3 separate regions of the Sus scrofa genome follow, and regions 2 and 3 are each linked to region 1. Evidence: chromatin contacts called from public Hi-C and HiChIP or PLAC-seq data. All regions are on one chromosome and are shown on one strand. The core of a region is the stretch at or near the end of the contact, and the rest is flanking DNA. Distances in the headings are between cores, read along the strand shown.

The links. A called contact is a pair of places that touch in the nucleus more often than the background predicts. HiChIP or PLAC-seq counts read pairs in DNA pulled down with a chosen protein or histone mark.
Region 2: a contact with region 1 is called in a Hi-C map of skeletal muscle, with 2.6 times the contacts expected there. The contact joins the enhancer-like site here to the promoter of WBP1L in region 1. A contact is called at or near these places in 6 of 47 Hi-C or Micro-C datasets (alveolar macrophages, embryonic fibroblasts, mesenteric adipose tissue and 3 more) and 2 of 2 datasets of contacts at active chromatin or transcription factors (alveolar macrophages and skeletal muscle).
Region 3: a contact with region 1 is called in an H3K27ac HiChIP or PLAC-seq map of alveolar macrophages. The contact joins the promoter of NT5C2 here to the promoter of WBP1L in region 1. A contact is called at or near these places in 1 of 5 promoter capture datasets (liver) and 1 of 2 datasets of contacts at active chromatin or transcription factors (alveolar macrophages).

What each region holds. Positions count from the first base shown.
Region 1 is chr14:113,735,650-113,739,675 of Sscrofa11.1, forward strand. It overlaps WBP1L (WW domain binding protein 1-like), which reads left to right and starts at 2,109. Exons shown (of 4, transcript XM_001929157.7): 1 at 2,109-2,302. The coding sequence starts at 2,213.
Region 2 is chr14:114,185,126-114,189,151 of Sscrofa11.1, forward strand. The region is part of intron 10 of PCGF6 (polycomb group RING finger protein 6); the gene reads right to left. Among named protein-coding and RNA genes, the nearest start is that of NT5C2, 20 kb to the left of the region's middle. Within about 2 kb of position 1,771, at least 16 of the 83 cell types and tissues checked have an H3K27ac peak or open chromatin away from gene starts, as enhancers often do. A contact at or near this core is called in mesenteric adipose tissue and skeletal muscle, where this site is marked.
Region 3 is chr14:114,165,208-114,169,233 of Sscrofa11.1, forward strand. It overlaps NT5C2 (cytosolic purine 5'-nucleotidase), which reads right to left and starts at 2,253. Exons shown (of 18, transcript XM_001929278.6): 1 at 2,154-2,253. The region is part of intron 10 of PCGF6 (polycomb group RING finger protein 6); the gene reads right to left.

The DNA.
Region 1 (4,026 bases), core at 859-3,358:
TGGTTACGGTGACTAAAATGCCTGTGAGAAGTGCTGATCCAGATGGGGCAGGTTGTCATGTTTGTCTGTCAGAGCTTTCAGGTTAAGGGAGAAAAGGGAGTTAGGACAAAATGCTCTGTGTTTGCCAGATTTAAACCATTGGGGTTTCCTAATGATGATGATAAGTGGCCTTTATACAGAGGGCTTATAACTCCTTGAGGCTAGGACTAAGAACTTGTGCTATGAAAATAATGTGGCCCTTGCCTAGTACTTAATCTTTTCCTCTCTCCAGGAGCTTGATAGTGGAATGGATGAATTTCTAAGAAATTTAAGTTTGTCAAAAATACGTGCAGCACTTGGGAAAGCAGCGGAGTTCCCATCGTGTCGCAGTGGTTAACGAATCCCAACTAGGAACCATGAGGTTGCAGGTTCGATCCCTGGCCTTGCTCAGTGGGTTAAGGATCCAGCATTGCCATGAGCTGTGGTATAGGTTGCAGACTTGGCTCGGATACCGCATTGCTCTGGCTCTGGTGTAGGCCAGAGGCTACAGCTCCGATTCGACCCCTAGCCTGGGAACCTCCATATGGCCCACAAGGATCGGCCCTAGAAAAGGCAAAAAGACAAAAAACAAAAAAACAAAAAACAACAACAACAACAACAAAAAAAAACCCAAAAAAACAACTTGCAGCACTTGGAAAAGCAGGATCAAGATAGAGACAGAACTGATTTCTTCACTCTTACCTGTTTCCCACTTTGCCATCATTTAAACCAAGAACCAACTCCCTCTGGGCTCAGCTATGGGCTAGAATGGGCCAGGCTCTGAAATGCTTTGGCAGGTTTTTTGAGAGGAAATTGGCAGCTACAGGGCAGCTGGCTTCTCTGCTTTGGGTCTTCTTTTGTTCGTTTATTCTCCCAACATTGATTGAGCTCGTGACTGGGCCCTGTACAAGGTGCTGTAGGAGTTTCTTTAAAAAAAAATGTGTAAGATCTGGTGTGCCATACAAAAAGCTACACGTCTAGTGGGAGGGGTCAAGCAGGCAGAAACTACAGATAGATACACTGTGTGCTAAGTGTTATGTGAATTCAGAAGAGAGGAGGGGGTGGGAATGAGGAGTTTGTAAACAGGAAACTGTGTAAAGTGTAAATGAAGTTAAGGGCACTGCATAGCTCAGTACTCTGGGGAGCTCTAAACTGTTACGTGTGAGCAGGATGTGGGAAGTGAAGCGGCAGTGGGTGAGATAAAGAGGTATGCTGGGACCAGGACACACAAAGAAGCATGTTAAAAGTTGGGACTATAAGTCCAGTCCAGGTGGTTGAAGTATTTCGAGAGGGGAAGCCCTGAGATGAGAATTCTTGGTTTTAGGTGGTAGAGCACCCCAGCTTTGGTTGGTGAAAGGGATTCAAGAAAGAATTGGAACTGGGACAGAAGAGACCATTTGTATTTAGCCAGAAAATGAGAACATGGATTGAAGCAATGGGGATGGATTTCAGACCTATTTTTAAGGTAGAATCAATAGAATTTCGTCTCTCTCATTTGTGGTGACAAAGCACTGTCTCAAATAAAGGTACTGCCTTATAGGGAATTCAAATTGACTGAAACCACTGTTTGAGATCACGAGCGGGACCTGGTACTGGGGCTATGCTTAAAGACAAAAGACATCAAAAGCTCTTTAGACTGCAGTTGTCTTTCAGAGCGCTCGGTTACCTTCTAAAATGAACTTATTTTCCAACACCCCTTAGAATTGCTATACCCCTTCCCTTTCTTTGCTGAACTGGGGAAATCTTCCGCCACACTCAAGATGGCGGCACCAAAATGGACTTCTATACATGTTTTGGATTGCCCAGCCCCGTGATTCCAGCTACTTCCGCCACTCTCTGCGGAGCAGCACGCGTTTACGCCTCCTCGCAGCACTCAAGATGGCCCGGCTTCCTCCTACTTTTCATTGGCCAGCTCTCTCCGGTCTTCCGACATCATGAGGGGGCGGGACTTGTATTTGATCGACGGCTGTTTTAACCAATGGAAAAAGGGATAAAACCAATGAAGCGCTGGAACTGGAGAACCATCCCAGCGTCTGGGAGGTGTTTCGGCTGGGCGGGGTGGAGCAGAGCCGGAAGCGGGTGGGGAGAGTGAAACAGGAAAAGAAGGGAAGAAGGAAGAAGAGGGAAGAGGAGGAGAGGGAGGAGGAGGAGGGAGGCGGCGGCGCCGTGGCGGAGGAGCAGGAGCAGGAGGGGGATGGAGAGGAGAAGGCTCCTGGGTGGCATGGCGCTCCTGCTCCTCCAGGCGCTGCCCAGCCCCCTGTCAGCCAGGGCCGAACCCCCGCAGGTAAGGGGGAGGGAGCGTCTGGGCCAGGCTGGAGGTCTGGGGGTCGTCGAGGCCTGGCTGGAGGGGGCTGAAGGGATGTTGTCAAGAGTCGACGGGTCCCAAGAGGGGCACCCATGTCTGGAGTGGACAGGATGTAAGGGGGCGTCGGTGTTTAACTGAGGGACACCTGTGACGGCTTTGGTGTCAGGGAAGTGGCAGAGGCATGGTACCAAGTGAGTGAGGGGTCTTTGAGACGGCAGTTAGGTAAGGTGGGATGGGATGGCTGTGGCCGGATAGTGGTGCCAAGCAGGGGCATGAGGGGCGCGCATTCTTGTCTCACAGTGTCTCCAAGGCAGCGATGCCGCGTTTACGTCTGTGCGGATAGGGGTCCGTGGGTTATTGAGTGGGCCTGAGAGGGAGGGAGGGGCTGAGAGGATATTTATTTCAAGCTGCACCTGGGAAAGGTCTAGGAGCCTCTAGGCCCCATTTTTAATGGTGTTGGAGGCAGGGATCTTGGAAGGCAGGTGAGATGAAGTAGACTGGGGCTCCTCAGGAGCATGGCACACGAGCGGTAACAAGCTCTCACTGTTGGGCGGGCTGGCTGGTCTGGGGGAGCCAGTCACCGATGTCGGTCTGGGCCAGCTCGGCGTTTTGAGCAAAGGGTGGTGCTGATGCCAGTAAGGGCAACAAATGGAGCACCCCAGCTTTTCTTGCTAGGTGGCTTGCCTCTTATCCAGGCAGAGAAGCTTGTGCTGATTTCAGCTGCTGCTGGCATTTCGAAACCTTAATGGGAGCGTTGCTCCTGGTGCCAAGTTGGGTGGGGTGCAGCAGGGGGAATCACCCCTCCTTCCCTTGCATTTGGCAAGGCTTTACCATTCTATTTTCTTCACTTTCTGTTCCCGTCCCTGTCTTTTCAGAAAGGCACACACACAGAGCAAAATGGCAGAGTCTCTACAGCTTAGCATGAACTTTGTGTTGTGATCAAGTAGACGCAGAGTACCAGCAAAAATACACACACTTATCTTTTCCCTAGGAGTTTATGGGCAGTCTTTTCACATATGCATCTTGTCTTGCTCATCCTCTATGTAACAAATTAATTTTTTAAATGACCTGAAGTGTATATAACATAAACCATTTAAAACCACTTAACCATTTTAAAGTGAATACTTCAGTGGCATTTAGTACACTCACAGTGTTGTGCAACCACCGCCTCTATCTAGTTCCAAAACATTTTCATCACTCCAAAAGAAAAGCCTGTACCATTAAACAGTTCCTCCCCATTCCTCCTTCCCCCATACCCTGGCAACCACCAGTCTGCTGTCTCTGTGGATTTATCTGTTCAGGATATTTCATATAAATGGAATCCTACAGTATGTGACCTTTTGTGTCTGGCTTCTTTCTCTTACCATAATGTTCAAGGTTTATCTGTTTTTGTGGCTGAATAATACTCCATTGTGTGGCTACACCACAATTTATTTATTCCTTTATCTATAGAAGTATCCTCTGCTTCTCTCAAAGAATACATTTACGTGTATTAGAAAGAACGCACAAAAGGAATATAGCTCATTTTCTGACCCAATACATTGCTTTTTTCTACAGCTGGGACTCTCCTGTTTTAGGCTTTGTTGGGGTTGTTTTCCCAGTTAAAATCATCAACTGACAGGAGAAATAAATTTGCTTTATCTTCTAGAAAAGTTACAATCTTTAGGACTGGTAAAGCTAAGAAGTATAGATGTTGAAAGAAC
Region 2 (4,026 bases), core at 521-3,020, 450 kb after region 1:
ACACCAAGCAATCCTCTGTGAACAGTGGGGTGTTCTACCATCTAACTCAATTCTGACACTCCCTACAAGAGATAGCGTCAGTGCCCACAAGTTAAAGACTTGGTCCCATGAGACTGCACCCCCTCCCCCAAGTTCAGATGCCAATCACAAGGTTATCCACAACTTCCGCCTGACTTGGCTACAAATCAGAGGTTCCCATAACCTCTTCCCCCCTTGGATTTGATTATTTACTAGGGCAGCTCTTAGAACTCAGAGACACCTTGTCTTACATGTACCAGTTTATTAAGGGTTATGATAAAGGGCACAGACGAACAGCCAGATGAAGAGATACAAAAGGTGAGGTCTGAGAGGATCTGAGCCCAGAAGCTTCTGTCTCAGTGAAGTCGGGATGGGTCTTCCTCCTGGTACGAGGATATGTTCACCAAGATGGAAGCTCCCTGAGCTCCAAACTTTTGGGAGCTACCAACTTTTTATGGAGGTTTCATTACCTGGGCATGACTGATATAACTCCATTTCCAGCCCATCTCCCTTCTTACGAGAATGGGGGCCAGGGATGAAAATTCCAAGCTTCTGGAGTTCCTGTCGTGGTGCAGCGGAAACGAATACAACTAAGAACCATCAGGTTGTGGGTTTGATCCCTGGCCTTGCTCAGTGGGTTAAGGATCCAGCATTGCCATGAGCTGTGGTGTAGGTCGAAAACAGGCTCGAATCTGGCGTTGCTGTGGCTGTGGTACAGGCCGGTAGCTATATAGCTCCGATTAGACCCCTAGCCTGGGAACCTCCATATGCCGCGGGCGCAGCCCTAAAAAGACAAACAAAGAAAAAGAAAAAAGAAAAATTCCAAGCTTCTAATCATGGCTTGGTCTTTCCGGTGCTCATCCAGGAGCCACCCAGAGTCACCTCAATAGAACAAAGAGCCCCATTACCCAGGAAATTACAAGCATTTTGGGATCTTCTGTGCCAGAAACCAGGGAAAGAGACCGCTATTATGTTTTCTATTATCTCACGCTGGGTGTGTTTTCTTCCCAGACACGGTGAGAGGCCAGGAAGCGGAGTCAGACCCCAGGACCCATCATGCTGGCCCTGCTGCTAACCCACAGTGTGAGGCCTTCAACAATTCGGAAACTTGTTTTTCTCTTCTATGAAACGGAGGCAGTAATGTCTGCTCTGTATTTCTCAAAGTTGTTTTGGGAATCATATAAGTAATGGCTCTGATCCTGGTTTAAAAGCACCAGAAGAATGTGTATTTATAACCTGGTCAAGGCCCCAAGTTATAACTAGGTTTCTACCAGGGATCCTTCCCTCCACCTTCTCCTCCAGCCCAACCAGGACCCCACAGTACAAGGCTCCAGGGTAGACTCCTAGGCCTTGGCTTAGAGCAGTGGGGCAAGGAGAAGCCAGTTTCTTCTTTCTCGGAGTCCTGGTCCCCCAGGTCTCTCTGGGATGGAGTAAGCTCTCTAAGTATTAAACACTCAGGAATCTACAAATACTCTTGGAATTCCAGCTTAGTGAGCCTGTTCAATAACGCTTCCTGCTCCACTAACAAAGGGTGATAGCAGAGGAATGCTGGGAGGCAGTCCCTTCTCCTGCCTCCAAAGAATCCTGGCAGCTCAACTTGTTATCTCCACATGTTATATCTGGAAGAAACTTTAGATCAGTGGTTCACAATTCTGGCTGAACATTAGAATCACCAGGGAAAAATACCCTTGCCTGGCTGTACTGCACGCCAATTAAATCAGAGCCTTTGGGGGAGGGACCTAGACAACAGTATTTTTAAAGCTCCCCAGATGATTGCAATGAGTAGCCTCATTTGGGAACAGCTGCTACCAAGGCTCCAGGAACATCTCGCTTTACAGAAGGAAAAACTGAGGCCTTGGGAACTGAAGAATTTTGTCTGAAGTCATACACCTGATTAAGCGTTTGAGCTATCCGGTCAACATGTTGCTGAGAATAACAGCTCATTTCTGTTGACCATTTACTCTGGGCCAGAGCAAGCACCAAGCACTTTACAAATATAATCTCAATAAGTCACCACAGTTAAGGTTATGAGAAAACTGAGGCCCACGGAGTTTAACTAGTCTTCTGAAGGTCAAAACAACTGCACAGTGGCAGAGATCCCAGTTTAATTGTTCGACTCAGTTTGAGCAGCATGCGGATGACAAGATAGGGATAGGGCCCTTGCCCTTAAGGAATTTACAGCCTACCTGGAGGAATAGGACATACATAAATGAGTCAACACTTAAAGCAGTCTGATATGTGTTATAGTAAAAGTAAACAACGGAAGGACAAGGAAGACTTGTAACGCTGGAAAAGTCAAAGAAGTCTTCCTGGAGGAGGAGGTACTTACAGAGGTATTATTACTACTACTACTACTATAATTATTATTATTTTGGCCAATTCCCTTAGTATGTGGAGGTTCCCAGGGCCAGGGATCAAACTCAAGCCGCAAAAATGACCTGAGTTGCTGCAGTGACAATGCTGGATCTTTTACCCACTGAGCTACCATGGAACTCCTGAAGAAGCCTTAAAATGTGAATGAAAGGTAGTTTAGTGAAAAGAGAGGAGGGAGAGGAAGTGGGCTAGCCAGTGTAAAGAATGGTGACTGCTCAGAGCTATGCAGTAATTCATAATGACTTGATAAGTACAATTTGGGTGAAGCTCTCACCAAGAGGTAAGACGGAAGAAGTACAAAGACTAGATCATGAAGGAGTCTGAAAGAGGGAAACCATGGCAGGATGATAAACAGACAGTGGAAGGATATACATTTATGTATTTAAAAATTGTTGGTGAGGAGTTCCTGTCGTGGCGCAGTGGAAAACAAATCCAACTGGGAACCATGAGGTTTCAGGTTCGATCCCTGGCCTCACTCAGTGGGTTGAGGATCCGGTTTTGCCGTGGGCTGTGGTGTGGGTCACAGACACAGCTGGGATCTGGCATTGCTGTGTCTGTGGCATAGGCCAGCAGCAATAGCTCTGATTGGACCCCTAGCCTGGGAACCTCCATGTGCTGTGGGTGCGGCCCTAAAAAGACAAAAGACAAAAAAAAAAAAATTATTGGCGAATACGATATCAAAAGCACAGGCAACAAAGAAAATATAAAGTGGATTACATCAAAATTAAAAATGTTTGTGCACCAAAATATACTCTTAACAGAGAAAAAGGGCAAATCATGGAATGGAAGAATAACATCAAAAAAAAACTAGCTGATTCAAAAATGGGCAGAGGGCTGGTATCCATATTTCTTTTTTTTTTTTGGCTTTTCTAGGGATGCACCCTCGGCATATGGAGGTTCCCAGGCTAGGTGTCTAATCGGAGCTGTAGCAGCCGGCCTACACCAGAGCCACAGCAACGCGGGATCCAAGTCGAGTCTGCAACCTACACCACAGCTCACAGCAACGCTGGATCCTTAACCCACTGAGTACAGCCAGGGATCGAACCTGCAACCTCATGGTTCCTAGTCAGATTCATTAACCACTGCGCCACAAGGGGAGCTCCTGGTGTCCATACTTCTGCAAAAAAGATAAACAAAAGGCCAATAAGCACATGAAAAGACCTTCAACATCACTAATCATTACGGAAACTCAAATCAAAACCACAGTGAGATATCACCCCACTGCCAGTAGGATGGCTATAATCAAAAAAGAAAAAAAAAAAAGAAAAGAAAATAACAAGTGTTGGTGAGGATATGGAAGGACTGGAACCCTTGTGTGTTGCTGGGTTATGAGAATGTAAAATGGTGCGGCTACTGTGTTAAACAGTAGAGCAGTTCCTCAAAAAATTAAAAACGGAATGATCATCTGGTCCAACAATTCCACTTCTGGGTATGTACCCAAAAGAAGTAAAAGCGGGTTCTCAAAGAGGTATTTGTCCACTTGTGTTCATAGCAACGTTATTCATAATAGCCAAAAGGGTAAAAGCAACCCAAGTGACAGATGAATAAATAAACAAAATGTGGTGTACATATATACAATGGAACATTATTCAGCCTTAAAAAAGGAAGGGTATTCTGGAACATGCTACAACATGG
Region 3 (4,026 bases), core at 1,003-3,502, 430 kb after region 1:
GAACTCCTGATAAAGTTTTTTTAACTACTGAATTTAATTTAAGCTTTTTCTTTTTTTTTAATATTTATTTATTTTCCTTTGTTTCTGCTTAATTTCTTTTTTTTTTTTTTTTTGGTATCTCTTGGGCCGCTCCCACGGCATATGGTGGTTCCCAGGCTAGGGGTCTAATCGGAGCTGTAGTCTCCGGCCTACACCAGAGCCACAGCAACTCGGGATCTGAGCCGCGTCTGCAACCTACACCACAGCTCACGTCAACACCAGATCATTAACCCACTGAGCAAGGGCAGGGACCGAACCCTCAACCTCATGGTTCCTAGTCGGATTCGTTAACCACTGCGCCACGACGGAAACTCCGAATTTAAGCTTTTTGATAAGAGAGGCAAGCAATAAAAACATATCCTTTTTTCAAAAAAACACATTTTGTGTGCTTTCTTTCCCCACTAAACAGTAGCAATAGCCTAGAGACAGGTGAATGAACATTCCTCCTAACATTCCACTGTAATTTGCCTTTCTTTAGGAAGATACACCTGATTTCACTAGTAAGGCTTTGCCGATACCTGAAGTAAATATCTATATACATATTCCTACAATCATAAACTTTTGGAAACCTTTAGCTGATGGCAAATTTTCATACAATGGAATCAAATCTTGGAACTGAATGGACCCTTGCTGAGCATCTCCTTCCGCCCTCTCGTTTTACAGATTAGTTGGTCACTAAACTCTAAAATCTAAATACTGGGTTGATAAGAATAATGCAGCAACCCATACTACCGAAATGTAGCTGCTGATATTGCCACAGAAATGCATTTCAAAAATAAGGTCTGTGTGCTAGCATCAGCCCAGCATGTGGAGTTCTGCTTTTAATTACTAGCTGTGTCTTCTTGAACTTAACCTCTTCAGGCCCGGATGTTTTCATCTTGGTAAATTCTAATCACTACTGAAAAGTGTCCAGGTAAATATAGAAAAAGACCTCAATAATATTAAGTTTTCACGGTGAATGGCACTGTTTCACATTACAGGTAGCAGAGTTTGCATCCGCTGCCTTAAGAGGCAAAAGAGTTGTAGAGACATTATGAAACAAGTTCAATCAAGAGGAACCAGTCTGCACCTGGACATGCACACTCGCGCACACACAACCTTATAAATGGTTGGTGACTAGTCATTGCAGAGCACTGCACTTAGAATGCATCCTCAAAACAACGGCCCAAAGCCGAGAGCAAGGGAAACCACTACATCTGACACCCAGCTCTACCTACAGCCTTGAACAGCTGAGGCCTACCGGAGTCAAAACTCCCAAACGTCACGCTTACAACTAGTGGTTAGGCCTCAGATTTGCATCTCACTCTCGGCCCGCTCTCTCGAGAGCTTCGGGGGTCCCCAGGAAATGGCAACGCATTGACTGCCACCGGACAGCTGGCCCCTGACTTGGGAGCAACTGGAAAATAACAAGCACGGTTTTTGTGGAGGCTTGCAATTCGATGTGCGCTTTCCAGGAAGTGCTGCAAACGACAAAACTGGCATGTGGGCAATCAGTTGGCAATTTCTTGTGGTTCTTGCTACAACGTTCTCAACCCTGCGTACTAACTCGGAAGCCGGCTAGTTCCTCGCGGTCGACCGGGATCGCGCAAGGGGTGGGGAGGCCGGTTAAGAGAGCAGACAAGCAGGCTTCGGGAGAGGAAGCCCGCCGTCGGCCCGAAAAAATAAGCAGATCTGAGTAAAGGGGTGTCCGCCTGCGGCGGGATGGGGGCTGCCACCAGTGTGAGGGAAAAGCGGGGAAACGGGCCGGAACGCGGCAGGGCTGGCTGCAGAGACGAAGGGCCGCGCTCCAAGGAAAGGCGGGTCCCCGCGAGCCCAAGGCCGGGAAACAATGGCGCGACCGTGACGTGGGGCTGGGGGCGTCGCTGCGGCGCGGAGGAAAGGGCTGCTCAGAGGCGGGGGTGACTTGGGGCTGGGTGTGTGAGGAGGCGCCGGTGCGAGGTCCGCGGGCTCGCAGGCGGGCGCTCGGACCAAGAGGGGCTTGAGGGGCGCAGCGAACGGGTGGGGCCCGGGCGGCGGCAGGCGGGGACCCCTGACCCAGGTCGCGCGCTCTGCCGCGCACCCTCCCTCGCCCGCCCGCTCTTTCCCCGCCCGCCCGCGGGTCCCACCGCACTCACCGGCCCCGCCGCACGGCAGCAATCCCAGCGCGCAACTGCCGCAGCCGCCTGGGCGCGCGCCCTCCCCGCCCCCGCCGCCCCGGCCCGGTCCCCGCCCCCTGCTCGCGCCCGGCCAGGGACCGGCGCGCTGTTCCGTTCCCCCGCGCAGCCGCAGAACACCGTTGCCGCGACGCTCCCTGGCTGCGCAGCGATATAGAAGCCACTAAACAGGCCCGCGACTCGCGAGTCTGGGAATCTTCAGACAACACTGCCTGCTGCCGAGCTGTGGGTTGACGCACGTTAACAACCCTTCCTTATCCTTTAGGTCTCCATGCCTAGTCTTTCTGCCGGGCCCTGACTACCTTGCTTACTCCGACGCTTTTTCTTCGAGGGTGGGAGCATCTGTCTTCACAGCCATAGAAACTTCCAGTCCAGAGACTTCAAAAACTATCCGGTCCAGACTCCCAAACAACGCTTGAATTCCAAAGATAACTAAAAGTACCTGCTTTAGAGTTCACCAGGGTTCGAATCCCAGTTCCACAACTTACAAACTGTGTCACCTTTGGGCGAGCTACCTGACCTCATCATACCCAGTTCTGAACTTTCACTCTCTGGCCAAGTCCTACCCTTGGAACCTCAGAGAACAGGTCTAATTTCTCTAACATCTTCTACTTTTAAGGTACTTAAACACTTCTGCCTAAGGTCTTTTCTTATTCAAGACCAGTATCTCCTGTTCCTTCCATTGTTCCTCCTATGCCCTGGTTTTGAGGGTCTTTGTCCTCATTCTTCTCATGCACCTAGTCAGTTTGACTGTGGCTCCTTTAGAGTTTGTTGTCCAAGACTGTCTGCGGTTCCATCAGAGCAAAGCAGGATCTAGCGTCCTCCTTCCTCCTTGCATTCATGCAATAAAGTTCTGGCACCTGCACTACCGGCTTATACCACAGCCTCAGCAACACGGGATCAGAGCCATGTCTTTGACCTACATACACAGCTCATGGCAACACTGGATCCTTAACCCACTGAGCGAGGCCAGAGATCAAACCCGCCTCGTGCATCCTAGACGGGTTCATTACCACTCAGCCGAGAACTACCAGAAATCCCTCCAAGACTTTTTTTTTTAAGTGCTCTGCTGGAGCATTTTTACCCTCTCTTGAGTTTTTGAGCCAACTGCAGTTCAAGTCAGCTGAGGATGGACTTTGGGCTTCTCACCTACTAGATTTTTCAGGATATGTGGGGAGATGAAGTAGGATTGGAAGGTAGTCTAACACTAAACCAGCGTGCATGGAAAAAGGCCAGAGTTTGTGTCTAAAGATCATGTCACTAAGCAAAGATAGGTAGGTAGGTAGATAGATAGATAGAAGGAAATAAGGAAGGAAATAAGTACTTACGTTCATAGGGGTTTCTAAGTACTTAGAAGGAAATAAGTACTATGTTCATAGTGGTTTACTCTAAGTGATAAGACTTTGGAGTGGTTTCTTCTTCATACTTTTTCATAAATTTCCCAAATTTTCTACTTTTTTTTTTTTTTTTTTTTTTGCTGCACCCTCAGCATGTGAAAGTTCTGGGCCAGGGATAAAACTCTAACCAAACTTGCAGCCTGCTCCATGGCTATAGCAACACCGGATCCTTAACCTGCTGTGCCACAAGGGAACTTCCTTTTCTACACTGTTTGTATTACTTTTATAATCAATAAGTTCCTTTCCAAAAGAAAGAAAAAAGTTTTTTGGCCACACCTGTGTCATATGGAAGTTCCTTGGCCAGGGATCAAATCCATGCCACTGCTATAGCAACGCTAGATCCTTAACCTACTGCGCCACATGAGAACTTCCAGAAAAAAAAATTTTTTTTAATCAGATGAAATAACTTAGGGAAAGAAATGGGAAACAAAGCTAAG